Regions from separate parts of the Mus musculus genome. Here all the other regions are linked to region 1. Evidence: chromatin contacts called from public Micro-C and promoter capture Hi-C data. All regions are on one chromosome and are shown on one strand. The core of a region is the stretch at or near the end of the contact, and the rest is flanking DNA. Distances in the headings are between cores, read along the strand shown. Region 1 holds the start of Pde10a (phosphodiesterase 10A). Region 2 holds the start of 1700010I14Rik (RIKEN cDNA 1700010I14 gene). Region 3 overlaps Pde10a (phosphodiesterase 10A).

Evidence for each region. Hi-C and Micro-C count contacts between places; a contact is called where the count stands out from the background. Capture Hi-C pulls out chosen DNA fragments and counts their contacts.
Region 2: a promoter capture Hi-C map of liver shows a contact between it and region 1. The contact joins the promoter of 1700010I14Rik here to the promoter of Pde10a in region 1. A contact is called at or near these places in 3 of 39 promoter capture datasets (the C10 cell line and embryonic stem cells), 3 of 484 Hi-C or Micro-C datasets (LSK cells, embryonic stem cells and nephron progenitors), 2 of 115 datasets of contacts at active chromatin or transcription factors (bone marrow-derived macrophages and forebrain) and 3 of 9 other capture datasets (adipose tissue, liver and pancreatic islet).
Region 3: a contact with region 1 is called in a Micro-C map of muscle stem cells, with 4 times the contacts expected there. The contact joins the enhancer-like site here to the promoter of Pde10a in region 1. A contact is called at or near these places in 1 of 39 promoter capture datasets (embryonic stem cells), 8 of 484 Hi-C or Micro-C datasets (the C2C12 cell line, CD8 T cells, the HPC-7 cell line and 5 more), 9 of 115 datasets of contacts at active chromatin or transcription factors (craniofacial prominence, embryonic basal ganglia, embryonic forebrain and 6 more) and 3 of 9 other capture datasets (adipose tissue, liver and pancreatic islet).

What each region holds. Positions count from the first base shown.
Region 1 is chr17:8,800,048-8,803,870 of GRCm38.p6, forward strand. It overlaps Pde10a (phosphodiesterase 10A), which reads left to right and starts at 1,698. Exons shown (of 22, transcript NM_011866.2): 1 at 1,698-2,098. The coding sequence starts at 2,032.
Region 2 is chr17:8,986,453-8,990,275 of GRCm38.p6, forward strand. It overlaps 1700010I14Rik (RIKEN cDNA 1700010I14 gene), which reads left to right and starts at 1,881. Exons shown (of 10, transcript NM_025851.3): 1 at 1,881-1,969. The coding sequence starts at 1,945. It overlaps Pde10a (phosphodiesterase 10A), which reads left to right. Exons shown (of 22, transcript NM_011866.2): 22 at 1-196.
Region 3 is chr17:8,949,589-8,953,411 of GRCm38.p6, forward strand. It overlaps Pde10a (phosphodiesterase 10A), which reads left to right. Exons shown (of 22, transcript NM_011866.2): 12 at 1,909-2,001. Among named protein-coding and RNA genes, the nearest start is that of 1700010I14Rik, 37 kb to the right of the region's middle. Within about 2 kb of position 2,228, at least 13 of the 459 cell types and tissues checked have an H3K27ac peak or open chromatin away from gene starts, as enhancers often do. A contact at or near this core is called in muscle stem cells, where this site is marked.

The DNA.
Region 1 (3,823 bases), core at 448-2,947:
TTAGGACGCTGACTGTTCTACCAAGAGGCAATCAGGACACTCAAAACGGGTGTGCAGAGGTGGTTGAGGGGAGTCGGCAAGGGCAGGATCGCCAACACCTGCACCTGCGCTCCTTGGCTAGTCAGCTTCCCCCAACTCTCAAAGTTCCTGTTCTCAGCGCCCATTGCGCCAGACTTTTTCTACAGCAGCGGTCTCCAGGCTGTTGAAGGAATAGGGGGCCCAAGTAAGCCACTGGTGACAGATGGTCTCTGGGTTTTAAAGCAATGAACTCTTTACATTTTGTGTGCGAACCCTAGTTTGCTCCTTCTATCTTCCAGACCCACCAGGACAAAGTGGGCTGACATACCTAAAGTTCGCTTTAAAGTGGGTATTGGCAAGGCAGTCCCGGAAAGAACCGCCTTTTGAGACATTCTAATGGGAACTCTGCCTTGATTTTAAACTTGCTAAATGTCCAAATTTGAATCCCCCCCTCCAGGAGCTCTGACCAAAAGCCTTCTCTGTTGATACTGCGGGGCTGGAGAGAGGATTCCCTGGTTCAGGTCACCCGCCCACAGGCGGATGTGGTTTGCACACAGCTGGAACAGAGGCTAGGCTGTGGGTTTAGCATCTGGAACGCCAGATCCAGATGTGCCACCTCCAGGGAGACTAGCGGGCCAGGGGCACACACCACACGCAGAGTGCCAGGGTGCTGGGACCTGAGTTCCAGTGGACGCGCAACGTGGGCGCGGGCGGTGGCGGTTCGGGGAGCGCCTGCTCCGCCAGTGGGCGTCTTCTGCCGCCGCCACCACCGCCGCCTCCACGGGCAGCAGCACTGCGGCGCTTTTCTCCGCTGCTCTGGAGCAGCCGCCGCGGCTCAGGCGCCGGCCGGAGCTTGCACACACCACGCCACGCCCGCAGGCAGCGTCCCGGCAGCCTCGCCAGGCCGGGAAGGACGCGGATCGTGCGTACCAGCCCGCACCCCGGCGCAGCGATCGGGACTCGTCCCCCCGCCCGCGGTCCTATTGAATCCCAAAGGGAACACGATGTGAACCCCCGGGCCGGAGAGGCACCCTAGACCCGAGAGGCGGACCGGACCAGAGCCTGGGCAGCGTCGCGGGGAGGGCCGGTGCTGCGGGGGCGGAGCCCGCAGAGTCCGGGCCGCCGCGCCCTCCCGCCTGCCCCCCTTGCAAGCTGGGGAGGAGGGCCATGGCTAGCCCGGAGGAGCGGCTCGCTCCCCACCCCCAGGCCCCACTGCGGGAGTCTGGGGACGAGCCCGGCCGTGTCCAAGTCCCTCTGGAACCCCGGTGCGGCGCGGCCAGCGGGCGGAGTACAGTGGGCCTGAGCCTGGCCCGGGAGCTGCTTGGCTGCAGCCGGGAGGAGCTAGCGGCGCCCCCGCCCCTGTCCCGGTCCCTGTCTCCCGCAGGCCACGCCAGCCCCACTGGGGGCCCCAGCGCCCTCTCCGCTCTCCGTGCCGGAGGCTGTGGTTGGGTGGCGGCCCGTGCTCCCTGGGCGCTTGCCTTCTCCTCCCCTGTCCCCTCCTCCTCCTTTTCATCTTCCTGGTACTTCTGGCCGCCGCCCCCCCTCCCCCCTCCCCCTCTTGTCCCCTCCTCATCTGCCTTCCACCTCCCCGCGCGTCTCCCGAGAAGGGAGGGCGCAGCGGCGGCTGGAGGAGGAGGAGGCGGCGGCGGCGATGCTGGCGGCGGCGGCGGAGGAGGAGGACAAGAGGCAGCTCCCTTGAGCGTCCCCCCAGGCAGTAGTCACCGCAGCAGCGGTGGCAGCAGCGGTGGCAGCGGCGGGCGGCGGCGGCTCTTCCTCTCGCCTGCGATTCAAGGCTTGCTGCTCCCTGCCCGCGCCGGGCCCCGGCCATCTCCGCCGCCGCGGCTTCCCCTACACCCGGGTGCACGCCGCGCGGACTCCTCGGATTTTCCGGGCGCCGGCGGGGGCTGCCCTGGCCTCGGCCCCGGCTCTGCCGCCGGTGGCCGAACTCTTTGGCGGCCCCGAGGCGCCGCCTTCCCCCTTGCCACCGTTTGGCCGCTGCCCTTCGGCTCCGACATGGAAGATGGACCCTCTAACAATGCGAGTTGCTTCCGAAGGCTGACCGAGTGTTTCCTCAGCCCCAGTAAGTGGCCCGGCCCCACGTTCCCCGTGGCCGGGGTGGTTTTCTGGCTTGGTGGGGACAAATCGGGGGTTCAGATCGTGGGGTGGGGAGGGAGCTGCTACGGTAGTGGGTAGTCTGCAAGGTGTGTGTGTGTACCAGACCAATATTGGCCAGTGGGTCTCAGGAAGCTGGTGGCACCTCAGGGACGTTCGGGACCGCCCATCAGCGTAGGGACACCCGGCTTTCCCCAGCCCGGCGTGCGCACAGAGGAAGCGTGACCCGGAGGGTGTTGGAGCCGGACGTTTAGAAACTAACCTGCTTCCTAGAGCTGTCCCTGGCCACATTGACCCGACTCATGATTTAGACCATCAAGTTTGTCACCGATTACTCTACATTTCTCTCTAGCCTGTGATCACTTGACTGGAGTATATATGCTTCCTTCCACTGGGGGGGTCCTGGGGATCTAAACCGCTGGATTCCTGACGCAGCCATGGGGATAGGCAAGGCTCAGGAAGCCCAGGATTCCAAATGTGAAGGAGGGCTGTGCCCGAGCCTGCAGTGACTGTGTTCTGGCGCGCGGACCAGTGGTATGGAGCTGGGTGCACCCACCCTCATGAAAAGGACGCAGCACTTTCCCCCCGCCCCCCAGCCCACCTCACGCAGATTCTGGGGAGCTGGTGCAAGGGTGGGTGAAGAAAGCCAAGGAACAATGGGGCGTTAGCATAGAAGAAAAAGGCACCTCTGGTTCCTTCGGACCCGCGGGACAACTGTAGCATGACCTTTCTGACCTGCCCCTCCCGGGTGCAGGTCTGCAAGCCTTCTGGGGCAGGGGCAACAGAGGGCGTGTCATAGGGGGAGGGGGACAAGATTGAGCAAAGAAGTCAAAAGCAGCTTCACTGGAAGGAAGGAAGGAAGGAGGCAGGCAGGCAGGCAGACGATGTTTAGGAAAGAAGCTCCAGACGCGCAGAGGAGGGAGTCGCTGCTGTTGTGGATGGAGGGTGAGCAGGGTGAGGACCAGAACACCGGGGCGGGAAAGGGACCAGGCGGGACCTGGTGGGAGAGTCTGTGCTCTGAGAGGGCACATCCGTGGGAAATTGTGAGACTCGGGCATCTGCTCCACCCTGAGCGTGGATTTGGTGCCACAGTCCACCGCGTGCGCACCGAGCCTTTGTCTGCTTTCTCGCTGGTAAGCCGCGCTTTTTGCCTAGCTTTCTCCAGGCAGAAGCTGCCAGGTTGTAAATGAGCTTTCTTGCTACTGCTCCTAAGTACCACTCACTCCTTAACGGGAGTGGACCTCCGCGCAGGGACATGGGGTGTCAGGGTTGAGACCCTCCTCAGGACTGCTCTAGGTGTGTACCCAGGAGCCCCTTAGAGTCTAGCCACCAGGTGGGTGACCATGTTCCCTTCTGGCTGGGTTGACTCCCGCAATCCTGCTTCCCTGGCCCTGGGCCAGTCCACAGTAGCCACATGACCCAGTGGCCACTCACACACCTGCAGGCAGTATTCAGCAAATCTCTGCTTAGACTTGCTTGTTGACTCAATTGCCTTGAAGGGTGTGGACTCCATGCTCCCAGCTGTCCTCCGAGCCCGAGGCTTCCCCCAGGTGTGTACTTCCCCCATCCCTGTATATGTGATTTATGGGTGCTGCACATGGAGCATCTTCGTACGAGCTTGTACTCTTTCCCTTAGATTGTGGTCGGCAGAGACCATACTTTCCAAAAGGGACTCCATGGATTGACCCTGGTT
Region 2 (3,823 bases), core at 631-3,130, 190 kb after region 1:
TGGGTGTTACATTGCAAAAATCTCTATCTTTGTTCTATTCACATGCTTAAAGAAGTAAGAAATCTTTTGTGGATATGTAATTATACATATAAAGTATATATATATGTATGATACATGAAATATATTTAGAAATGTTCATAATTTTAATGGATATTCTTTGGTGTGAATAATTGAATACAACATTTTTAAAATATCATCTCTCAAGTTTGCTCTCGTTTGTGGGGAAGGCGACAGATGCCCAGAGAAGCTGTCCATAGGTGGCAGCCAGATCTTCCCACAGACACTGTTTGGCTGAGAGTCAACACAGTCTGTATGAAATGCAGCTGAGAAAACACTTGCTCTCCAGAAAGGAGCCAGAGGCCAGCTTCTCAGTATAAGTGTTAAATCTGTTTCCTGCTCCTATCAGGTTAGTTTTTGTTGACTTCACACAAGCTAGAGTTATGTGGAAAGAGGAACCTCAGCTGAGAAAATGCCATAGTAACTCACTTGTAGGCAAGTCTGTGAGACATTTTCCTTGATTAGTGATTGATATGGAAGGGTCCACTATGGGTGGTGCCACACCCTAGGCCGGTGGTCCCGACTGTGGAATAAATGAGCCTGAGCAAGCCACAGGAAGCAAGGCAGTAAGCAGTACTCCTCTGTGGCCTTCTGCATCATCAGCTCCTGCCTCCAGGTTTCTGCCCAGTTTGAGTTCCAATTTCCTTCAAGGTCAGAGTAAACTGAAATAAACACCCTCCTTCCCAAGTTGCTTTTGGTGATAGTGTTTATGACAGCAATAGAAACCCAAGACAGAGGTAGACTGTGTGTACATGTGCTCTACCTCCTCCAACACCACCATCTCTGCCCTGAGCCTCACGGGGAAGGGGTCAGGGTGTGTGGCTCGGTGGTAGGGCATTCGTTTGCCTCTGAAGAGTGGGTTCCAGCCTGGCACTGTGGAAAAGTTGCTAGTTCCCTTTCATATCAAACCAGGCTGAAAGGGTCAGAATTCACTGCCCGAGTCATAGGTTAAGGTTATAGGTCACCTGGGACTAGGTGCAACTCTGTTCTTCCTGGCTTTCCATAGCACTTAGCCATTGCTGCTCAAAACTCTTCCCTGGGTGAACGCAGGTGTCTGGTCCTTCCATTCCTCTGCCTTCAGGAGCCACCCCCTCCCCCACGTGGGGACAACATGGGCAGTGAGCCAGGGATTTGCTTCCACAAAAATCCACCTTAGTTTTGACAGGTCGTTGCAGTGATAATAATTGAATATACTTCTCCTTCAATCACTTTGATAGACGACTAAACAATAGGAGGGAATATGGGTTTTACTATATTCTTAAGAATCGACACATATTTGACCCTTGACGTTCTGATTTTTGTCACCTAAGGGATAGAATGATTACGCTGACATAAGCCATGATTTGGAAGAATTTTTTTTTCGGCCGTAGGGTGGGGGGGGGGGGGAGATTAACATTTTCCAGAAGTAGGGGAGGTGCCGCTCTTACTAGCACATGCCTTGTGCAAACCAGAGTTCTTCCCTTTCTGTCTGAACTCGAGGATCTGAGTTGGTGACCCTATCGCGTGTCCAGAAACACCTCAGCCCTCCTCTTTAGCATCCCGTGTGCTCTGGTTCTTGCGTCTAGAACCAAGGACTGCAGCGGGGGCACATTCACTGGGGACACCAGTTATCTTTTGTCCCATGCTCTGTAATGAATCTTGCCTAGTTTTGTTTTGCAAAGTAAAACCAGTGAGCATCCCTCCAGGGCTCCCAGACCTGGCTGGGGAAGGTGGCAGACTCCTGGCTATTCTGTTATTCTGCCACCCTGTGGCCGGGCGCCAGAGTTACACTGAGGGGGAGGGGCTAGGAATATTTACTGTTTCCATGGCAACTGCAGCTTCCGTTGGCAACTGCAGCTTCCGTTGGCAACTGCAGCTTCCGTTGGCAGCGAGCCGACCAGAGGGGCAATGGCTGAGGATCAGGAACCTGACTGTAAGTGGTCTGCCTCTATTTTTGTGGGTTTTGACCCGGTTGATGTTTGTCCAGGAAAGCTGGTTTCTCAGAAGTGGTTTTGAAAGTAAAAACCTTTCTGGTGGCAGGAAGTCAGCTCCTGGATCAGGAGGGTTTGCTTGGACCCAGCGACTCAGACCTTTCAGAAGCTTAAGGAAGCTGGCTACTTCTGTCCTCAACCGGAAACAGAGAGCAAAGAACACACGCGCACCATTTCTCCACTCAGCTCCAGGACCCCGCCAGGAAACAGAGTGGGTCTTCCCACCTCAGCCCATTTAAGAAAACCCCTCAGGTCATGGCCACAGGACAACTTCATCTAGACAATTTCTTTTGAGAGTTCCTTCCTGGATTCTATTTTGTGTCAGACTGATAATCAAAAGTAACTATCACCTTGGTATGTGTGTTATAGGATGTGTGTAAAGGCGTATGGAGTGTGTGTGTGTAAAAGTACCTTGGAGGGAAAGGGATGGAGGGGCTCACCATACTCGTTCAGTGCTTTTTGTTTTGAAGCTGAGAGTTTTGCAAAACTTCCTGTACCACACCGCTCTCTTGGTATGTGACTTACAGGTCAGAGAGGCAGGCAGGCAAGCAGGTGTCTGTTTCGAATACATAGATGATTGTCCACACATAATAAAAGTAGGGAACAGCTCACATGTAATAAATCTAACAACCTAACAGTCTAGCTCTAAGTGACACCACCAGTATTGAGAGGCAGAGTTCACTCAGGGAATATTGCTAGAGCAACAGGTTGCAAGTCTACTGTCCTAGTGCACAGCCAACCCCCATATCCACATGCAGTGATGTGGAGGTCATTGACATTGATGGGACACTGACAACACTGCAGATGTCCCTTGAGAGTGACGAGGCTAACTGGTAACAGCCTCAGTTGTGCTTAGCCAGGTCAGCCCGCATGCTAGACACTCAACACACACAAGGCTCAGAGCCAGGCCATTGGCAGGACATCTGCTGGGAGACATGGTCTCTTGTCATTAGAGTAAGCATGTGGCTCATGTCTGCTGAGGTACATTGGAGACCAGTATCTGTAGAGCTTCCTGAACCTGGACTTTTATGACCCTTCTGAGGCTGGTCTAGTTTTTGCATGTATGGTGTGCATGTGTGTGTTGGTCAGTACCTTGGAGAGAGGTATCCCCCCTATAAAACCCTACAACACAGACACCAAGGGGATAGTTAATTTTGATTATCAACCTGACACAAAATAAATTCACAAAGGAGCTCTGAAAAGAAATTGTCTAAATGAGGTTGCCCTGTGGCCATGCCCTGAGAGGTTTTCTTAAATGGGCTGAGGTGGTGTACTGGCTAGTTTTGTGTCAACTTGACACAGCTGGAGTTATCACAGAGAAAGGAGCTTCAGTTGAGGAAATGCCTCCATGAGATCCAACTGTAAGGCATTTTCTCAATTAGTGATCAAGGGGGAAAGGCCCCTTGTGGGTGGGACCATCTCTGGGCTGGTAGTCTTGGTAGTCTGGTAGTAAGAGAGCACGCTGAGCAAGCCAGGGGAAGCAAGCCAGTAATTAACATCCCTCCATGGCCTCTGCATCAGCTTCTGCTTCCTGACCTGCTTGAGTTCCAGTCCTGACTTCCTTTGGTGATGAACAGCAGTATGGAAGTGTAAGCCGAATAAACCTTTTCCTCCCCAACTTGTTTTCTTGTTCATGATGTTTGTGCAGGAATAGAAACCCTGACTAAGACAGGTGGGAAGACCCAATCTGTTTCTTGGGTGGGGCCTTGGGTGAATGGAAAGAGAGCTGAGTGGGGCACTGGTGCGCATGTGTTCTTTGGCCCCTGCTCCTGATTCTGTGTGGGGTCACCTGATCC
Region 3 (3,823 bases), core at 978-3,477, 150 kb after region 1:
CAGGACCCGCCTCCTGAAGGTAGTGCTTCTGGGAATGGCATTGCAGCGCCAGCGAAACAGCGCCTACTGTCACTCCTGGAAACGCCGTCTTCCAGAGGCGGTCCTTTGGGAAATCATGTTGGAAAAACTTACTAGTGCTCCCAGGTAGGTAAAGGTCGCCCTGGCAACAGCAGGCAGGCAGGTTCCTGTGTCTAGGAGCAGGGTGAATTTAACCAACTTAGCCCCTGCTCCTCTCCAACCCACGAAGACTAAAGGCCCAGAGGAAAGGAAATTGATGGGCTTGAACACCTGAATTCAGGGCCTGGCCATAGGCTGAAGTGGCTACCCCTTCTGCTGCATTTAAAAAGGAAGGCCCTCTTTGCACCTTAAGTGGCAGCTGCTGTCATTGAAACGGGCAGATGACCCTTCCTTGTTGGTGACGTCCTGGTGCCTCAGTCTTGACACAACCTGGAACCTGCAAGGAGCACTAAAAGGTGGAGGAGTTAAGAGTCATGTGCACAAGTCAGGTCCCTTTCAATGGTGGCCTCTTCTTGCTTTCTGTCCATCTGAGCCTTCCAATCACCACTATAAAACTCTCTATCGAGACACCGCAACACTTAATTACTGCGTTTTCCACTGGGCTACTTTGTCGTGTTGGGGAACTAATGACATGGGACAAAGTGAGCAGCCACCAGCTGTCAGCACTCGGCCCTGGCACTTCGAGCTATTTCTAGGTTGACTGATCCCGGGTTACATAGTCATATAATGCTGATGTGGGGGCACTCTGGGAGTCTGTGGGGCATCTTACATTTTGCTCACTTACTGGTTTGGTTATATTCTGGATTTGCCAGTCTGGTCATGGTCACCTGGTTAAACTGGTTTCTCATGCTTAATTTGGGGCTCACACTGGCTGGTGTTGGGCCTAACTGTGGAGCTATTAGCTCTTTTTTTTTTTTTTTAACAAGTACAGGAACAGGAGTGGAGAGAACCAGGCTGTCTGGCTCTGTGAGAACTAGTTGAGGCTGGCCTCCAGCACTCTGACTTGTGCTCTCCATGGGTAGAGAAAGAGCAACCAAGAGCTCAGGGAAAGTCCCCATGCCAGGGCTCTCAGAGCAAGTTAGACAAGTGCATGTCATGAGTAGACTCTGGCATGGCTTGTGATGTCTAATTTGTGCTCCTTAAAGCAGGAGAAAACAAGGAGGCTGGTGACTTTGCACTTCATGCAGGGTCTGTCCTTTGGGGGGATATTTTCATTCTGTCTTGGGTCAGTGCCCTCTCGAGTTTCTGAAAAAAAAAAAAATAGAGTGAGTTGTTGATGTGGTTTTTTTATTTAGCTAAATTTTGAAATAAGCACATTATGATTCTAACACAGTAACATGACAAATATTTATCAGCGGGATGCTTTATTGCAAAAGTATAACTAAGTACAATCAGTTCCTATGTATAGTCTGGTTGTTTTTAAAACAAGCATATTAGAGGCATGAAAACACCTTTGTCCTGTTTCTGTGTAGTGCACGGATCACAGACAACAGGGCAACAGAGCTGGGCTGTCTGCGCTCGAGGGAATGAGCCCAGCACAGTGAGAAGTCCACTACAGAGATGTGCACGCTGTAATTAGTGAGAAGATTTGCTGCCGTTGTTAGGCGGCGCTAGGCCTAGGCTGCAAAGTTTTCAGTTTCAGTTTATGGTCGCACGGTCTCAAGTTACTATGCGTTACATCTTAAGACAGTGTTCTGAGTGATCACTGCAGGGTAATTTTCTGCCTTTCTTGTACATATTTCATAAGGTTATTTAGGATACATAAATGGAAAATTAATTTCCTAATTAAAAAGAGGCTCAATTCAACTATCGGATGCTAATGACATACCTCAGAGCTCTTTTACAACAAGACCGAGTAATCACCACTGCCCTCCCTTTTTGTTTCTGCAGATTTTCCATTGAGAAAGGGATTGCTGGTCAAGTGGCAAGAACAGGCGAAGTCTTGAACATTCCCGATGCCTACGCGGACCCTCGCTTTAACAGGTGAGTGCGGCCCTTGTCCTTTCTCCTTTGAGGTTCCACTGGGCGGAAGCCTCTCTGAAGGAGTCTTGGTTCACGCTGCCCCAGTCGGTTATCAGTGGTCAGTGTCCTCAGACACTTTCAGAATGATGGCTGGAGGCTATTTGTAGGCCAGCCTTCCATGCTGGGGCTCCACAGGGTGTCAAGTGTCAACTGACAGCTGTGGGCTTCTGGGGCTGGGGCTGTGATGTCATGATTTCATCCCATTGTTCTCTGTCTCTGCCTGCTCTACAGCTGCCACACAGGGATATGGAATTGGTTTTTTGGTTGTCATGTCCAGTTTTGAACTAAGGCCCTGTCATTTATCCACTATAGATGGAACTGGGGTCAGTTATTTGATTTCTTTATGCCGTAGTTTCATCTTCTTCTAAATGGTATGAGATTGCCCACTTGTAATCATTTCTTGGGACTACAGATAATTTTCCTAAGAGCTCTGGAAGCCTTGCTGCACACAAATTAGGAACCGAGCTAGCCGCATAGCTGGGATATTGCTAGAGTGTAGTATTAAGATGGGCATTAAGAATTTTTCATTCACGTGAGACTCTGGAGAACTCGAAATCAAAGAATAAGTTTTATTCAGTTCTTTGAAGTTAGAAGTCACAAGGTAGATGGTGAGGCTGTTACAGCAATATTTCAGATACACAATAACAGTGTTTAGATGATACATCCGATTTACTTTAAAAGCAGTATAATCAGCTGGCGGCATTTCCTGTGATTAATGATAGGGTGTCAGAGAATGTAAGACTCATATAGAAACATAGCTGTATTAATATTTTACCAACAAAGAATACTATTCTCAAAGAATACTAATAACCTTAGGTTTCCCCCAAGCAAGCTTGCTTGTCCTTAGACTGCCTAAATATTGAAATCAATTGTCATCATTTAAAGTCCTTATGGAAAATTTATGAGTCAGACTATTGAGAAAATCAAAAATGCAGTCAATGGATTGAGGTGTTTGTGAGGGGGGGTGGGGGATACTGACGGGCAAAGCATGTGATGCCACTGTCTGTATATCTAGGCTATACAAGGCAGCCCCATACAGGACAGAGCATGTAGGCTGCTTCACCACAAACGATGCACTTACAGCCACTCAACAACACATGGAGAATAAACAGGTCACCTTCTGGTGTGTACCAGGCAAGCAGCTGAGATCTTAAGATTGGCATCGGGGTGGAAAAGGCAGAGATGGTGGCATGAGCTTTTGCTTTGCTGGTGGCAGCAGATGATAAGGCAGCCTCTTGGGAAAACAGAGGTACAGCTTTGACCATGAGCGATCCACTAGTCTGCCCTCCTCCTACATAGGTGCTCCAAGGGAAATGAAATCATTTGTCCAAAGACTCAGCTATAACCACCCCCCCCCCACCCCCAACAGCCTTACTTGAAACAGCCAGTAACTAGCTATTAACAATGATGCTGACCACTAAGTGGAGTGTGGATAAGTGAAATGTGCCTTTGGTAGAGACGACAGCCCAGCAGCAAGGGCCAGATGGTTCTTGGATAGCATGGGTAAGCAGGAGAAGCCAGGCCCCGGGGGACTGAAGCACAGCCACCACGTTGGGTCTGTGCCTGACTCTGGGAAACTCAGCCTTGTTTTCGGAGACCATCTCCTCAGGTCAGGGATCAGCAAACCCTCTGCTCTGAAGGACATCATAAGGAGGAGTTTTACGTCGGGAGCCCAGCTCTCTGCTCACGTAGAGCGTCCACAGATGAAGGTAGCCTTGTCCTGCAAGGATGATAACTGTAGTTGCCGATACCTGCTCTAGATTTTAATGTAAATATCCTCACT